Regions from separate parts of the Mus musculus genome. Here regions 2, 3, 4 and 5 are each linked to region 1. Evidence: chromatin contacts called from public promoter capture Hi-C data. All regions are on one chromosome and are shown on one strand. Each heading gives the region's core, a stretch centred on a gene start, on an enhancer-like site or on the middle of the called end of the contact. The rest is flanking DNA. Distances are from core to core; before and after follow the strand shown.

What was found. Promoter capture Hi-C pulls out the DNA fragments that hold promoters and counts their contacts.
Region 2: a promoter capture Hi-C map of liver shows a contact between it and region 1, with 4 times the contacts expected there. The contact joins the enhancer-like site here to the promoter of Fbxo43 in region 1. A contact is called at or near these places in 8 of 39 promoter capture datasets (3T3-L1-derived adipocytes, the C10 cell line, HPC-7-derived erythroid cells and 4 more).
Region 3: a contact with region 1 is called in a promoter capture Hi-C map of pre-B cells, with 5 times the contacts expected there. The contact joins the enhancer-like site here to the promoter of Fbxo43 in region 1. A contact is called at or near these places in 11 of 39 promoter capture datasets (the C10 cell line, HPC-7-derived erythroid cells, cranial neural crest and 8 more), 2 of 115 datasets of contacts at active chromatin or transcription factors (T-cell acute lymphoblastic leukemia and large pre-B cells) and 3 of 9 other capture datasets (adipose tissue, liver and macrophages).
Region 4: a promoter capture Hi-C map of maxillary cranial neural crest shows a contact between it and region 1. The contact joins the enhancer-like site here to the promoter of Fbxo43 in region 1. A contact is called at or near these places in 13 of 39 promoter capture datasets (the C10 cell line, the HPC-7 cell line, HPC-7-derived erythroid cells and 9 more), 9 of 484 Hi-C or Micro-C datasets (CD8 T cells, cardiomyocytes, cranial neural crest and 4 more), 2 of 115 datasets of contacts at active chromatin or transcription factors (fibro-adipogenic progenitors and large pre-B cells) and 2 of 9 other capture datasets (liver and macrophages).
Region 5: a promoter capture Hi-C map of cranial neural crest shows a contact between it and region 1, with 5 times the contacts expected there. The contact joins the enhancer-like site here to the promoter of Fbxo43 in region 1. A contact is called at or near these places in 6 of 39 promoter capture datasets (cranial neural crest, embryonic stem cells, fetal liver and 3 more) and 2 of 9 other capture datasets (adipose tissue and macrophages).

What each region holds. Positions count from the first base shown.
Region 1 is chr15:36,163,433-36,166,132 of GRCm38.p6, reverse strand. Fbxo43 (F-box protein 43) reads left to right here and starts at 1,272. Exons shown (of 5, transcript NM_001081253.2): 1 at 1,272-1,663.
Region 2 is chr15:35,133,714-35,136,413 of GRCm38.p6, reverse strand. All of the region lies in intron 1 of Stk3 (serine/threonine kinase 3), which reads left to right. Among named protein-coding and RNA genes, the nearest start is that of Stk3, 21 kb to the left of the region's middle. Within about 2 kb of position 1,448, at least 9 of the 459 cell types and tissues checked have an H3K27ac peak or open chromatin away from gene starts, as enhancers often do.
Region 3 is chr15:34,914,623-34,917,322 of GRCm38.p6, reverse strand. The region is part of intron 10 of Stk3 (serine/threonine kinase 3); the gene reads left to right. The region is part of intron 1 of Gm52204 (a long non-coding RNA gene); the gene reads right to left. Among named protein-coding and RNA genes, the nearest start is that of Gm52204, 5.7 kb to the right of the region's middle. Within about 2 kb of position 1,367, at least 16 of the 459 cell types and tissues checked have an H3K27ac peak or open chromatin away from gene starts, as enhancers often do. A contact at or near this core is called in T-cell acute lymphoblastic leukemia and pre-B cells, where this site is marked.
Region 4 is chr15:34,951,573-34,954,272 of GRCm38.p6, reverse strand. The region is part of intron 9 of Stk3 (serine/threonine kinase 3); the gene reads left to right. Among named protein-coding and RNA genes, the nearest start is that of Gm52204, 43 kb to the right of the region's middle. Within about 2 kb of position 1,317, at least 23 of the 459 cell types and tissues checked have an H3K27ac peak or open chromatin away from gene starts, as enhancers often do.
Region 5 is chr15:35,020,470-35,023,169 of GRCm38.p6, reverse strand. The region is part of intron 6 of Stk3 (serine/threonine kinase 3); the gene reads left to right. Among named protein-coding and RNA genes, the nearest start is that of Gm52204, 110 kb to the right of the region's middle. Within about 2 kb of position 1,414, at least 37 of the 459 cell types and tissues checked have an H3K27ac peak or open chromatin away from gene starts, as enhancers often do.

The sequences.
Region 1 (2,700 bases), core at 23-2,522:
TGGCAGCTGAGGTTCTGATTGAGACCTGTGTCAATTTGGAGAAGATAAAACTTTGAACACTGCCTAGGTGGAATGTCTTGTTGCAGTGGTCCCAGGAAGAAAAGAGTCTCTGCTCGGAGAAGACCAGCTAGACAGGCGATGGGGGTCAGGCTGTGCATTCTTGGAACACTGAATGAAAGCCAAGACTTTAAATGTATTTGGTGTGATAGGTTCTTGGCTGTTTCTGATCCCTAAAAAGGAATGTCTGAAACCAATAAACACAGTCACTCATTTATTCATAACTTTTGTTTTGTTGGTTTTTTTTTTTTTTTTTTCAGGTCAGTGGCTATGTAGCTTAGGCTGACCTGAAACTTGGTATGTAGACATGGCTGGTCTCTATGGAGATCCTCTGCCTCCTGACTGCAGAGACTATAGAGGTGTGACTCACAACTTTTTTCTTTTTTGTCTATTCACAAAATTTATATATTTGTTCACTGTAGAAACGAGGGCAAAATCATAAACTATTTTTAAAAAAAATCATTAACCAGGTGTGGTGGCACACGCCAGAACTTGGAAGGTGGAATGAGGAGGATCGGGAGTTCAAGTCCAGCCTGGACTTCATGTGACACGGTCTTAAACACACACACACACACACACACACACACACACACACACACACACACACACACACAAAACCAAAACCAAAGTTGGGGGGTGTTGCTGGGTTTATTGGGGCACTCCTGTAATCCTAGCCATTGGAAGATGAAGGCAGGAAAATCAGGAGTTCCAGGACAGTCTTGGCTACCTAACAAGTTCAAGTGGACTCCCAGGGACCACTGCCACTCTCTTAACCCAAAATCAAATAGTTAGGAAGTCAACCTCTCCGTCCTTATGCTGTATTTACGCCTTTACTATCCAAAGCTGTTGATAGGATTCTTTGACTTTGTACATCGGGCGAAACACTTCCAGGGATGATGCCTGGCACTGCAGGTTTTCTAACCGATGCGTCCCTCCAGTCTGGTCGCACGCAGTGATGCAGGGACCAACAGAGAGCTGGATGGAGCAGGGCGGAGCTGCGAAGGGATGAGGGCGGGGAGGCGGGGCGAGCGCTCAGACGGAAGGTGGGGAGGGTGGTGCCCTGGGCGGGGAAAGGTGGCAGGGGCGGGCTCGGCCGAGGCTCCCGGCTCAGGTGGGCGGCGCGGCCCAGGTGCGCCGGCCCGCAGCCGCTCCGCCCTCCTCCCAGGGGCGTCTCCCGCCCGCACGCCCGCCCGCACGTCCGGGTGACGACCGTTAGTCCCGCCCGCAGCAGACGGCTCGGCAGCTCCGGTGGGGGGGCATCTCTGGTCTCTAGTCGGGAGATTCCCCCAGGTCCAAGACTGGCTGGAGAGAGGCCGGAGAGTGCGGCTGCTGCGGGGCGGAGAGATTCCGAGCGACTTGACCTTCCCAGCCGCTGCCCCTCCTGAAGCCGTCCCGGCGCTGCTCCGGGCTCCGTTAATTGTTGAGGTTTTTCTCTTAAGTGGTGGTACCTCGGCATGAACTTTAAAGGCAAAGATGACAGACTTTGTTGTTTGGAAGCCTACCTTACTTTGACATGTCTTAAGAACTCAAGGTTGACTGGTGGTAAGATATTCCACTTTAATGAGAGCATCGGTTTAACGAAGCAGTTTTCTGACTTGTATAGGGCGTAAGTCTTTTTTTTTTATTTTTATTTTTTTTTATTTTGCGTAAGTCTTTGTAGATAGGAGTTCTGAGTGATTTATCAGAACTTTTTTTTTTTTTTGCCATCAAAAGGTTTGTTTGATTCATCAGCCTGTGGTTGCATGAATAATTTTCAAAGTTTGAAGCAGGCATTTTGGTGTATAAGCAAGATGAGGATGAAGGCAGCGACAGAGTCTCTGGTTTTCCCAAGTAGGGAGCGTGTATCAGGGCTCCTACTTTATTCCCAACGGTTTTTAGCTTCCATTTCCCAAATCTTATGCTGGTGAGGCACCTAGTGGTGAAGTGGCAGAACAGGTCACTTTTAGAATAAATTTCACATGGAATAAAATTCAATACAATACAGTAAATGCACATGCTCTAACTTTCGCAAATTGATTGAATTAATATTTTTTCAGGAGAAAGTGATTTATGAGAGGAAACATTGTAACTTACTATTTGGAGCAATTTGTAGAAAGCAGAGCTTAATCATCTTGTCCTACCAGGCATGCGCAGAAGTTAGTCATAAGCACAGGGGATCAGAAGTCAAAACTGCCCAAAAGCGGAAGAGGCTTAAAAATCACTTTGCTTTATAGCAGTGAGCCTCGGATCTTGTGGTTTTTGTAGCAGGTTATTTTGTAATATTTAAACTACATATTTAACTTACATACCATACATGTCTAAGTCCATGTGGCCGAACGAGAGAAATGACTTCTATGGCATGCTATGTTTGCATGTGTGTCACCCACAAATAAATGTTAAAAAGAAAAAACATAGTGGTTTTTTTCTGATTTATTTTTAATTATGTATGTCTGTGTATGTGCATGAGTACAGTGCCCATAGAGACATACATAGAGACACTATTGAACATGAGGATGTGAGCTGGGAACCGAGCCTGGGTATCTGGTGAGAGCAGTGCAAAAGCTCTTGACCTCTGAGCCGCAGCCCCAGCCTCGCCTGGTGAGCTTTGAAAGGAAATAACTGAACACAGAGACATTAGAATGTTGCAACCGAATATACACTTGC
Region 2 (2,700 bases), core at 199-2,698, 1.0 Mb after region 1:
ACACTGACATCAGGTGTTGGACTTGCAGGAAGTGCCAGTGCACTGCTCAGGGGTGGGAGAACACAGCCTACATTGGGGACCCCTAGCCTGGGTGAGAAACTATGTAGGCTGAGGCCAAAGCTGATGTTTCTTAACTCCTGGACACCCAGACGCTGCTTGGAAGTTCAAGGAATCGGGAAAGGGGGTGCAGGCTGGTGAAGAGGAGTCCTGGTGGGGATGGGGTTGTGGGGGGACTCCAGCTTTGCTTCGTGGAGAGTGTCTGGGAGCGCAGAGGGGCCTTCTGCAGGATACTTAAGCAATGTTGTGATTGTAAAAAGATAAAGCGCAATTAAGATATGTTCTAAGATGATGTGGTGAGGTATGGGGGAAGGGAATGTCTCTGTGGGTCCATGCCTAGGCATCTCTTCCCCTGAGGAACCAGCCACAAGACTGTATAGTATAGAATAGAGTTTATTTAGGGCATGGGGAGGGGAGTTAAGAGAGTAGTAGGGGCAGAGAAAGGCAGAGAGAAGGAGAGAGTCGAGAAGTAGAGGCTGGCCATGACTATGTGGAGAGAGGGGGGATTAGGGTGGGGAGAGTGGGGGAGCAAGGGGCAAGAGAGTAAGAGAACAAGAGAGTAAGAGAGGAGAAGGGGCAAGCAGCCCCTTTTATAGTGGGCCAGGCCTACCTGGTTGTTGCTAACTGTGGGGCGGAGCAAACCTGGCTGTTGCCAGTTAACTGTTGGGGAGGAGTCCAGACAGAGTGCCTAAGTGGCTCTATATGGTGAAGGCTTTCCCCCACGTCGGTTCTTGATGAGAGAGACAGTCCTTGGTTCCAAACTGTTTATTGATTGTTCATTGTGTAGAATACAGTTTCATTAGGGTGGACCAGAGATTAAATACCTTTTGAGGAAGGAATGTTCAGGAAGGGAGGCTTTTGGCTAAACCCTCAGGGCCCATCTAGATACCTCATTAGCATGGAGAACTCTTGTGTTCTGTGCTATGTGACCAGTTGCCAGTTCTTTATGTGAGGAGTCATGGTCACATGTTCCAGGCCAGGAATCTTGAGTAGGTTTTTCTGTAGTAGATGAAACACCTACTGTCCTCAGGTGGGTGCCGGGGTTTCTGAATCCAGTCGACCTTACCAAGTTTTCTGTCACGGTCCCCTCCCCTACATTGACCCTTTCAGTTCCTAGTGGTGTCCAGTTTCATCCCTCTTCGTGCACATGGCAGATTTCATGCTTCTCCATGGTGAAATGGCATTGTCTTTAGAGTGACATTACCTTTCTTTATGTGTTTACTAGTTAGGTTATTTCTGTGTATTGGTGATTGTACATAGTGATATAAGGAATGAGAGCGCAGAGCACTGGCTTTGTTTTCCTTGTGTACATGCTCAGTAGTGTGGCTGCTGGATCACGTGTTTTAAGACCTGTGTCACTACATTCTCTTATTCTCTACTTCATGCTCTTTATAAACAGATAGCACGGAGGAGTGTGTGGCAGTGACTCATGATTTGGGTACTTTGTAGAATACTTTCATTTGTTTGGTTTGGTTTTTGTGTTTCCTCTTTAAGGGCCTCTAGTTGTTTACCTGTGCTCTTCTGTATTTCTTTACTGGAGTTATTTATGTCCTTCTTAAAGCCCTCTATTATCATCATGAGAAGTGATTTTAGATCTGAATCTTGCTTTTCTGGTGTGTTGGGGTATCCAGGACTTGCTATGGTGGGAGAATTGGGTTCTGATGACGCCAAGTACCCTTGCTTTCTGTTGCTTATGTTCTTACGCTTGCCTCCCGACATCTGGTTATCTCTAGTATATCCTGGCCTTGTTGCAACTTCAGAGCTTGCCTAAGTTCCTTCAGTACTCAGCACCGAGGTCAAAACACAACACACCAAGTCACTTAAACTTGCTCAAGTGGATCTGATGATAGACTCTTTTGTGAATATTTATAAATGGATATCCTTAAGAAACATCTCTCACTTCATGCCAGAATTAATAAAATTATTGTTTGCATTTTATTTAATAGTTTCCTAACACTATTATACGTTAGAGAGACTTTGGTTTGATTCTCTTTTGCATTTATTCCCAAGGTAATTGAGTAAATCACATAAGCTTTAGTTTTCTGGTCTAATTCCCGAGTAATTACCTGAAAGACTATAAATATTCAGTAAGTATAAATGAGAAGTAAAACCACTTCTCACTGCAGTAGTACAGTGCCAGAAAGTGCCTAGTAATTACATTCCAAAGTGCTTTCTTTAATTTTAAATTTCATTTTATTTATTTATTGATTGATTGATTGTGTGTGTGTGTGTGTGTGTGTGTGTGCATGTGTTTGCATGTGCTCATGCTTGTACAACATATAAATGGAGACCTTAGGACAACCTGCAGCACTCGGTTCTCTCTTCTGATTGTGGGTTCTGGGAGATTGCACTAATGTCATCAGACCTGGCTGCAGCTATCTTTCCCTACAGAGCCACTTGCCAGGTCTGCCTAATGCACTTATCTTCCTTTTTAATTTACATCTTATTTGTGGATGTATGGTTCTCTGTGTTAGTGGACAAATGCGTGTGGGTCTGCCTGCCGGGGTTATAGTGCACTGGGTTCTCTGCGGCTGTATCTTAGGCAGGAATGAGCAGTTTGATATGGGCGCTGGGAACCAAATTTGGGTCCTCAGAGTAGCGAGCATTTCTGACCACTGACCTATCTCTCCAGCCCCCTAATGT
Region 3 (2,700 bases), core at 118-2,617, 1.2 Mb after region 1:
TGTGTGTGTGTGTGTGTGGTGTGTGTGTGTGTGTGTGTGTGTATGTGTGTGTGTGTGTGTGTGTGTGTAGGAAGGGAGGTGTATGTACCCACAAAATCCAGAAGAGGGTGTCAGGTGCCCTAGATCTGCCGTTACAGGCAGTGGTGAGGCACAGCACATGGGGCATTGAACTGAACTCGGCATCTGGAAGAGCAATGAGTGCTCTTAATTACTAAGCCATCTCTCCAGCCTCATCCTGTAGCCAGTATTTGGCTACTTTTCAGGTTCTTCTTTTTTCCACCCTTCTCTACCCTTTCAACTTCCTAACACTAGATAGGGGAGAGAAAAGGATGGAGAGGAAAGGGGCAACTTATCTTTAAACTACGTACTGCTGATTTGGAGTGTTGAGTTCTTGGAGATATTTAATCTTTTCCATCCGTATATTTAATTTCTTCTTCTTCTTTCTTCATTGCACACTTAACAAACTTCTAACAACAACAACCAACCAACCCCATTGTTGAATCTACCCTACCTCTCAAGACCCTAGCATTTACATACCTTTTGAAAAAGTCCCCAGAATTCCAAACATCACACAGTCACAGAAACTATCAGCCCCCGGCAAAATCCTGCTAAAGCGCCAAGAAGCCATAGAGTGCTGCTGTGCACAGCTGAGGGCCCATATCTCATACCTGGGATTTAAAGGAAAGCATATTCCCACACTATCTCTGTGGGGTTTCGTTTTGTTTTGTTTTAAGGAAACCAAAACTCGAATTTTAAAATTAGGTTTAAACTCTAATGGTTTGATCTTTCTTTGTGTGCTTTTGGTGCCAATGGCGAGATTCTATTGTCACAGAAGTTTATACTCATGCTTTGTGCTGTTGCTTAAACTTGGGCATCTGTCTTTGTATATGATATGAAGTCAGCATCAAATTTTATTCTTCTCCATGTTGTTTAGAGCCAGTTGCCTCAGAACCATTTATTGAAAAAACTAGTCCTTCTCCCTTGAGTAAGCTTAGGACCTTCTCAAATCAATTGACCACACCTATATTTTTCTCCAGGCAGTCTGGTTTGTTCCACTGGCTTGTACTGTCTTAGTTATTCTAACTCTGTAGAAAGTTTTTAAATTGAGTAGTATTATATCTTCTAGTTTTGTTCTTTAAAAATATTGTTTTACTGGATTTTCTTTAAATCATTTTTGAGAATTTTGGTTACAAAAATTATCATTTTAACAATTTGCACACATTCAGTTCAGTTGTATTGAATATGTTTGTGTTTATTTCTTACAAATCTGAAACTGTTTGCCCATTAAACAACTCTCCCTTCCTCAGTCCAGCACCTGGCAACTGCCATTCTGTTTTCAGCGTCTCCGAGTTTCCCTCTCAGACACCTCATGCACATGTAACCACGAAGTAGTTCCTGTTGTTGGTCTGTAGATCAGGATGGGCACATGACTGATCTCAACCCATGGACCTGTTTTGCTCTCCTATGCAGTTTGTTTTTCTTTGATATGTTTTCAGTAATGCTTTTTAGTTTTCAGAGTAGAAATTTCATACTTGCTTTGTTAAGCTTATTACTGTATGCCTTACTGATTTTGATACTGTTATTAAATTTATTAAATAGAATTGTTTTTCTCAGTTTTATTCATTGCCACTGTGTAGAAACATAGTTTGCTATATTGAACTCTGAAACCCTTAAAACTCATCTGTTGTTTGAATACTATTGGTTGCTTTCTTAGGATTTTCTATATATAAGATCCTGTAACCCACTTGGGGAGATAGTTTCTTACCGCATCATAATTCAGCATGTGTGCATTGAGGTGTATGCTGCACATTGGGATTATAGACAAAAGGCACAAACTGTGCTTTTATGACATCTGCAGTCAAGGACAGATTCTTCAACCAATACTAACAATTCAGCATTGTAAGCTGTCTTTGAGAGACACGTGCTATGCTACAATACCGCAGAGAAGGATGCTAAGGAAAAATCCCACATAGGAGTTTGCATAGAGTTCTAGATCATTTTGTCAATAAGTAGCCATGGTTATGATAATTTGACATTTCAAAGCCAAACTGACCTTGGATATTTAAAAATTATTCTGTAGTATGAACTTTAGCTTTAAGATTTTTAAAGTCTATCACAGTTTAAGGAAATGTGTATTAACAGTGAAGCAACATGTTGAAGTTTTAGAGTATATGCAGATGTTTGATTATGCAGTAAACCTTTTGCTGTAAAAGCGTATGATCACATTTGGAAAATTGCTATTGCATGTCTTGGCAGTTTGTTAAGAGCTGAAAACTTTTTAAACTAACTGGTGTTTTGATAGATTAAGTTCAAGGCCACCTTTTTGTTTAAATGATGTTTTGTTTTCTGTAATTAGACCATGCTAGGTAAATTAAGTATGTAATTAAAAACAGAAGGTTTGGCTAATTCTGAATAAATGAGTACAAAATACAAGGTCATTATCCATCTCTAGTGAGGTTCCAGATGAACAGTACACATGGAACTGTTTATAAAACATTTTGCATGGTCAGAGCCCTTAGGTTGCTGTCCATAGCTTTTAAATTAAGTATTCACAGACTTGCAAAAATATACCTGTAGTGCTCATCTGAATGAAAACCAAAAAGATTAGAATCTAATCTTCTATCTCAAATAAAAGGTAAAAACGTATTCCTCTTGATTCAAAACTGAATGTTTAATGTGTTTCTTGGCACAGTGGCTCCA
Region 4 (2,700 bases), core at 68-2,567, 1.2 Mb after region 1:
TATAGAGGCAGTAGGTATCCTGTGTACGGTGAGGTTACAGTAGTTTGGAGCTCCCTATGGGCACGTATGTCCTGGGCCTGAGGGTGTTTGGTGTAGTGTAGGCCAGTGCATGTTGATTGTGCTGTATGTTTTACTACCACAAAACAGAAGCTGAACACAGAAATACTCTCCTTCCTTATGCAAATGAATATCTTCTAAGGCCTCCAAAGAAAGATTTCCATAGATACAATTAACATGTTTATTACTCTCTTCTTTTTGTTTAACTGAAAGCTCAGCTTTGATTTGTCTGTTTTCTCTCATACCCTCATTGGAGATGGAAAACAGCTGGCTCGTGTTCTCTTTCCCCAGTGCCTTTGTGAATACTTAACTGTTCTTAGACCCTCCTGCTGGACAGTGCGTCCTGTAAACGTTTGAGCAGCTATTCCTCCTGAACCTCTCACCTTCCTCAGGAGGCTCAGGACCTTCCCTGGGTTTTGTGCATCCTCTGTTATTTTAAAAGATAAAGCTAGGGAAGAAAATTCATGTTAGTGGCTTGTATATCCCATCCTGATTTTTTGTATGTGTTTATTGTACTCTTAGCAACAAATTAGAGGGCAGACTTCCAAGATCATGAATCAGGTAGAACACTTACATCTTAAGTGACTTGTAGAAGGACCAACTCGCTCATGCCCATGAGTCCCTCAGCTGTTGACAGTCGGTGTGCTGCGTCATGAGCAGTTACTTCCTTCTTTATGCGCCATGCATGCTAAGCGATTGAAAAGTCAAGCACACTGCATTGTGTTAAGTTATTTTAAAATTCCTTCATACATTTATTTTTTCATGAAGACCTTATTTGCTTAGAAGAAGTATGAAACACTAAAAACTAATTATAATAGACTGGCATATTTTACAAAATTATATTCTACTTAATTTACTATCCTTGTAAAAGATTAAAGGAATGAATGAAAGAGATAGAAAAGAAATTTTTAATAAAGTTTCAAAGTCATAGAGGGAATGAATGGTGATTTTTTTTTCCTTCCTTTGCTGCTAATGGGGTTTTGGTTATATAAGCAAGTAAGTTAAAATAACTAGGCCTAAATTGAGGAACTAAGTAATTTCAAATATTAAGTTTATTATTACAATAAACTATTTTAATAAGGTAAGGTCAGAACTTAACTGTAGCCGGAGAAATTGATGTCAGTTTTAGGTGTCCTTTCAGTAGTGTAAGAAGGTTGCCATAGCAACCAGTCTGCTTCCTTCTCTCTGCAGGACCTGAGTTCTCATGCGTTCCTCTCTCCCTCAGCTGCAAGTAAGAATCATCATTCAGCTTTCCCCTGGGGACTCAGCTGTGCACCGTGGCATGTGTTTCATATTGTCCAGTAAAATAGTAACTAGGCAGTAACAGCCACCCTCCTGTTAACTGTCAAAACAACTTCAAACTCTTTTCTTCTAAAACAGAGTCTAAATGTTAATACTGAGTTTTAAAGTAAAACAGAAAATCTTTACATATGTAAGCACATACATTTGAATAGAAATCTTTCTATAAAGTCGTGCAAAAAGAACAGTCTAATGTGACAAACTGCCTCTTTTATTTAAGCTGACTTTTAGATTTGTTAACTCTCTGTAAGAATGCTTGTTTCTTAGTAGTAGAGTATTGTCTAGACTTTTTTAAATTTAATTTTATATGGAATTCATTTTTTACACTCCCCGCCCCTCCCCTCCCACCCTCCAACTGCTCCACATCCCACACCTCCTCCCTACCACACCCACATGGATATCCCCACCCTCCACCCCCTGTGACCTCTAAACTGCCTGGGGCCTCCAGTCTCTTGAGGGTTAGGTGCATCATCTCTGAATGAACATAAACCTGGAAGTGCTCTACTCTATGTATGTTGGTGCCCTCATATCAGCTGGTGTGTGCTGTCTGTCTGGTTGTCCAGTGTTTGAAACAGTTATCCTTTATTTAATGTATGTGTTAAATGTCTTTCAAGTTTTTATCTGCATCATTTATAGTTTTTAAGATTTATTTTTTGTTGTATGTGTGTGAATGGTTTTTTTCACTTGTATATATATGTACATGGATGTATAGGTAGTGTGTGCCTACCACAGGAAGAGGCAGTAGAGGGCTCTGGCTGCTCAGGACTGAGTTACTGATGGTTGAGAGACATCATGTAAGTGCTGGGACCTGGGTCCTCTGCAAGATCAACAAGTGCTCTTAACCACCAGGCTGTCTCTGTAGCCCTACATCCCATATTTCTTATAGTGCTCTTTAACACTCTTTGTTTATAAAATGTAAAGTTTGACTGGATGTAAGATGAAAATGGCTGCTGAAGTTTCTGTTTAGTTGAGGCCATAGAACTTTTGTAAGACCAGAACTGGGGAAAAAAATTCCTCTCAAAGTTAGTGGATTCTAAATATAAAATAAGAGCAGATCCCTCTCCCTAAATCATCCAATGTCCAAGATAAACCAGCTCAACATCTCAAGCTTTTTATATTATTATTTGAAATAGATTTTCGATCTTGGGCGTGAACTCAGCGGGCCCTAGCACACCCAGGATCTTGGGATCACTGGTGAGTGGAATGCAACATCTGTTCCAAAAAATCTTGGAGGGTCTTGTGCCAGCAGGAACAGGGACAGAGGAAACCCGCCGACCAGTGGCTGGGGTTCCTTCAGGTCAGCACCAGCCCTGCACCATCTTGGCGGGAACTTGGCAGGCCCTA
Region 5 (2,700 bases), core at 165-2,664, 1.1 Mb after region 1:
TGGAACCACCCAGATGCAGGTGCCTATGGCTGCAGCTCCTCTTACTTCTCCTTGAGTAGACTTTGGCTCTTTTTTCCCCACTGCTGTCCTGCAACTGTCCATAGAAGATCTGTTTGCCACCCTTGCCTCTTTTGACTTCTTTGATGTCTCATTTCTTGATTTCCCCCACCCCCATGGCTGTCGATCTTGAGTCCTGTACTCATTTTTAGTTCCTGTCTAGATAATTATTTTCTATATTGTTGAGACACTTAAAATCTAATATTCACACATTTGTTTCAAGCTTTAATTCAGTATCTTCCATTGTTTTTCATACTACCAGTTGCCAAATTCAAGAGTCTGGAAAATAGCTTTTGTCTAATCTTCCAGTTTTATTAGTCAAGTTCTATTGACATTTTCTTCCTGCCCAGTCCCCATAGCTAGAGATAATTCAGACTTCCATTACTCAGTACTTACTAAATGCATTACTCTTCTAGGAGTTCTTTATTCCCATTTTTCGGACTTAGTATTTTTCCCTCTGCATTTCTACATCACTCTAAATAGTAGTCCTCCATTTTGTCTTCTCCAGAGTCAATTTCACAACACTGCTAGATTTATCATCCTAAGTCACACAGATCATCCTGTTCCCTTCAAAACCTCTCCATCAGGAAGCAGTTTTACAAGTGTGAGGCTAGTTAGTAGTCAGATTCTTAAGAGTGTTATAGAAGGCCTTTGGCTCTGAGTATCTTTCTGTTTCCGTGCCTTTCGTTTTAGCCACACTTTATTTGTATGTGCTTCTAGGTATTTATCTTTGCCCCCTTTCTGCTCAGTGTTACGTTGTTACTTACAGTTTCTTCCATCTCTCCTCTAAACAGTCTCCATTGAGAACATCCTGAGCTTTCCCACCACCCAGTAAACCCCAAGCTCAGACATTTCATTATATTTGGGTGACTTTTCTAATTATGAGTTTATTGACACAGATGTACAGCAGCTAGTGCATTTTTTTTTGTAAAGGAAATGCAATGTTTTGTGACATGCAGGTATTAATGAAGTTAACGCTCTTGTATAAAATGGGAGTATTTCGATTTTCTTTGCACATGTAGTAACTCAGAAGGGAGACATGTCTCTGTTCATTGTGGAGTACCACCTTCTGAGCACAGCGGCCAGAGTGTTCATCAGAGCAGCTAGCTGTGACTTCTTATAAGAGACCCCTGAGAGGAGGAGGAGGAGGAAGAGGAAGAAGAGTGGGCCATCAGACTCTCACCTGAGAGTCTGTCTACACTCTTCTGTACCTCCCAGCCACCATATGTCGTACTGCTCCAATTGCATGTGGCCTCATGGTATTGGGAGGTTTACAAGGGCAGGTCTCTGTCTGTCAGATGTGGAGAAGTGGATATACATCATGCAGTGAGTATTTTTCATAGTCAGGCTTCTATGTATAACCCACCCTGACTCATGCCCAATAAACTTATTGGCTTCCCAACTTGGACTTTGGTGCATCCTACTTAAGTTATGGTGGATGACCTATAAGGGACAGGGACTCAATTATTCACATGTCTTCAGGGAAAGAGTTCTTACAATGATGGGGTAAGTCAATGAATGTGGTACTGTACACCTGGAACCCTAGCACCCAGGAGGTAGAGGCAGGAGGACCAGAGTTCAAGGCTATTTTAGATACATAGAAAGTTTGAAGCCTGGGCTACATGAAGCCCTGTTGTGCATGTTCGTGTGTGTAGGTTTCCATAATGGAACTGAAGGGAAGAGGGGCAGTATCAGCTTCATCAGTTTACAGCTGCCATGTGTTCAGCCCTGACTCAGGCCACGCATGAATGAAATCAAAAGAAACGAGAGAAGGGACCAGTGTTGCACTTTTCTTTTTCCCTGACAAAATGTTTCTTTTATTCACTTTATACTCATAATTCATCATATTTTATTTTTAGCCTAGTTTGGTTTTGAGAAATAAAATGGAAATCCTTTAGGTTAGCATCTGAAATGCTAATTTTAAACTTTACTATGGCACTTGTCCAGTAGAATCTGTTAAAAATTTTCCTGTAGGTCAGATCTAAGTTGAAAAGAATGAGGTAACTTTAATATGAACCCAGATTGTAATACAGTCTTTCTCTCCAGTGAGTTGGCAATTCACTATTCCATTTGTATTTTGAATTGGGGAAGCTGAGTTAATATGGATGTTTGCCAATGACAACAAATACTGGCAAGATAGTCCTGTTCTCTGGGCCTAATTATGTGGTTTTATTATAACATTTTTCACATAGTTGTTGGTACTTACTAGTCTTTCAAGGTGGATTGACTTGTTTGTCAATGACTCATATAAATTTTATTCTTTCTGAAGTTAAATCATTTCCTGCCAAGTCTTCTATCTTCCTAAGAAAGCCAGCTAACGTGTGTGTTTATGAATGTATATGTGTATATACATATAATATTCATTTTATTTAGCTATCCAGTTCCATCTCTTTGTAAGATTTTATATATTTTAAGTCCCCCCTGAGAAAGGCTAAGATGTAGGTATAGTGATTTATTCATTATTTATTCATTTGTCTTTTAGTGCTGGGTATCAAACTCAGAGCATTGGGCTTGTGAGGCAAACAGCTTACTACTGCTGAGTTACCCTCCCAGCCCTGTCTCATTTGTAAGTGCTTTTTCCTCACAGTGTTTTAGACATTGAGATATAACAATAAATGAAATGCATCCAGCCTTTTGCAAGGT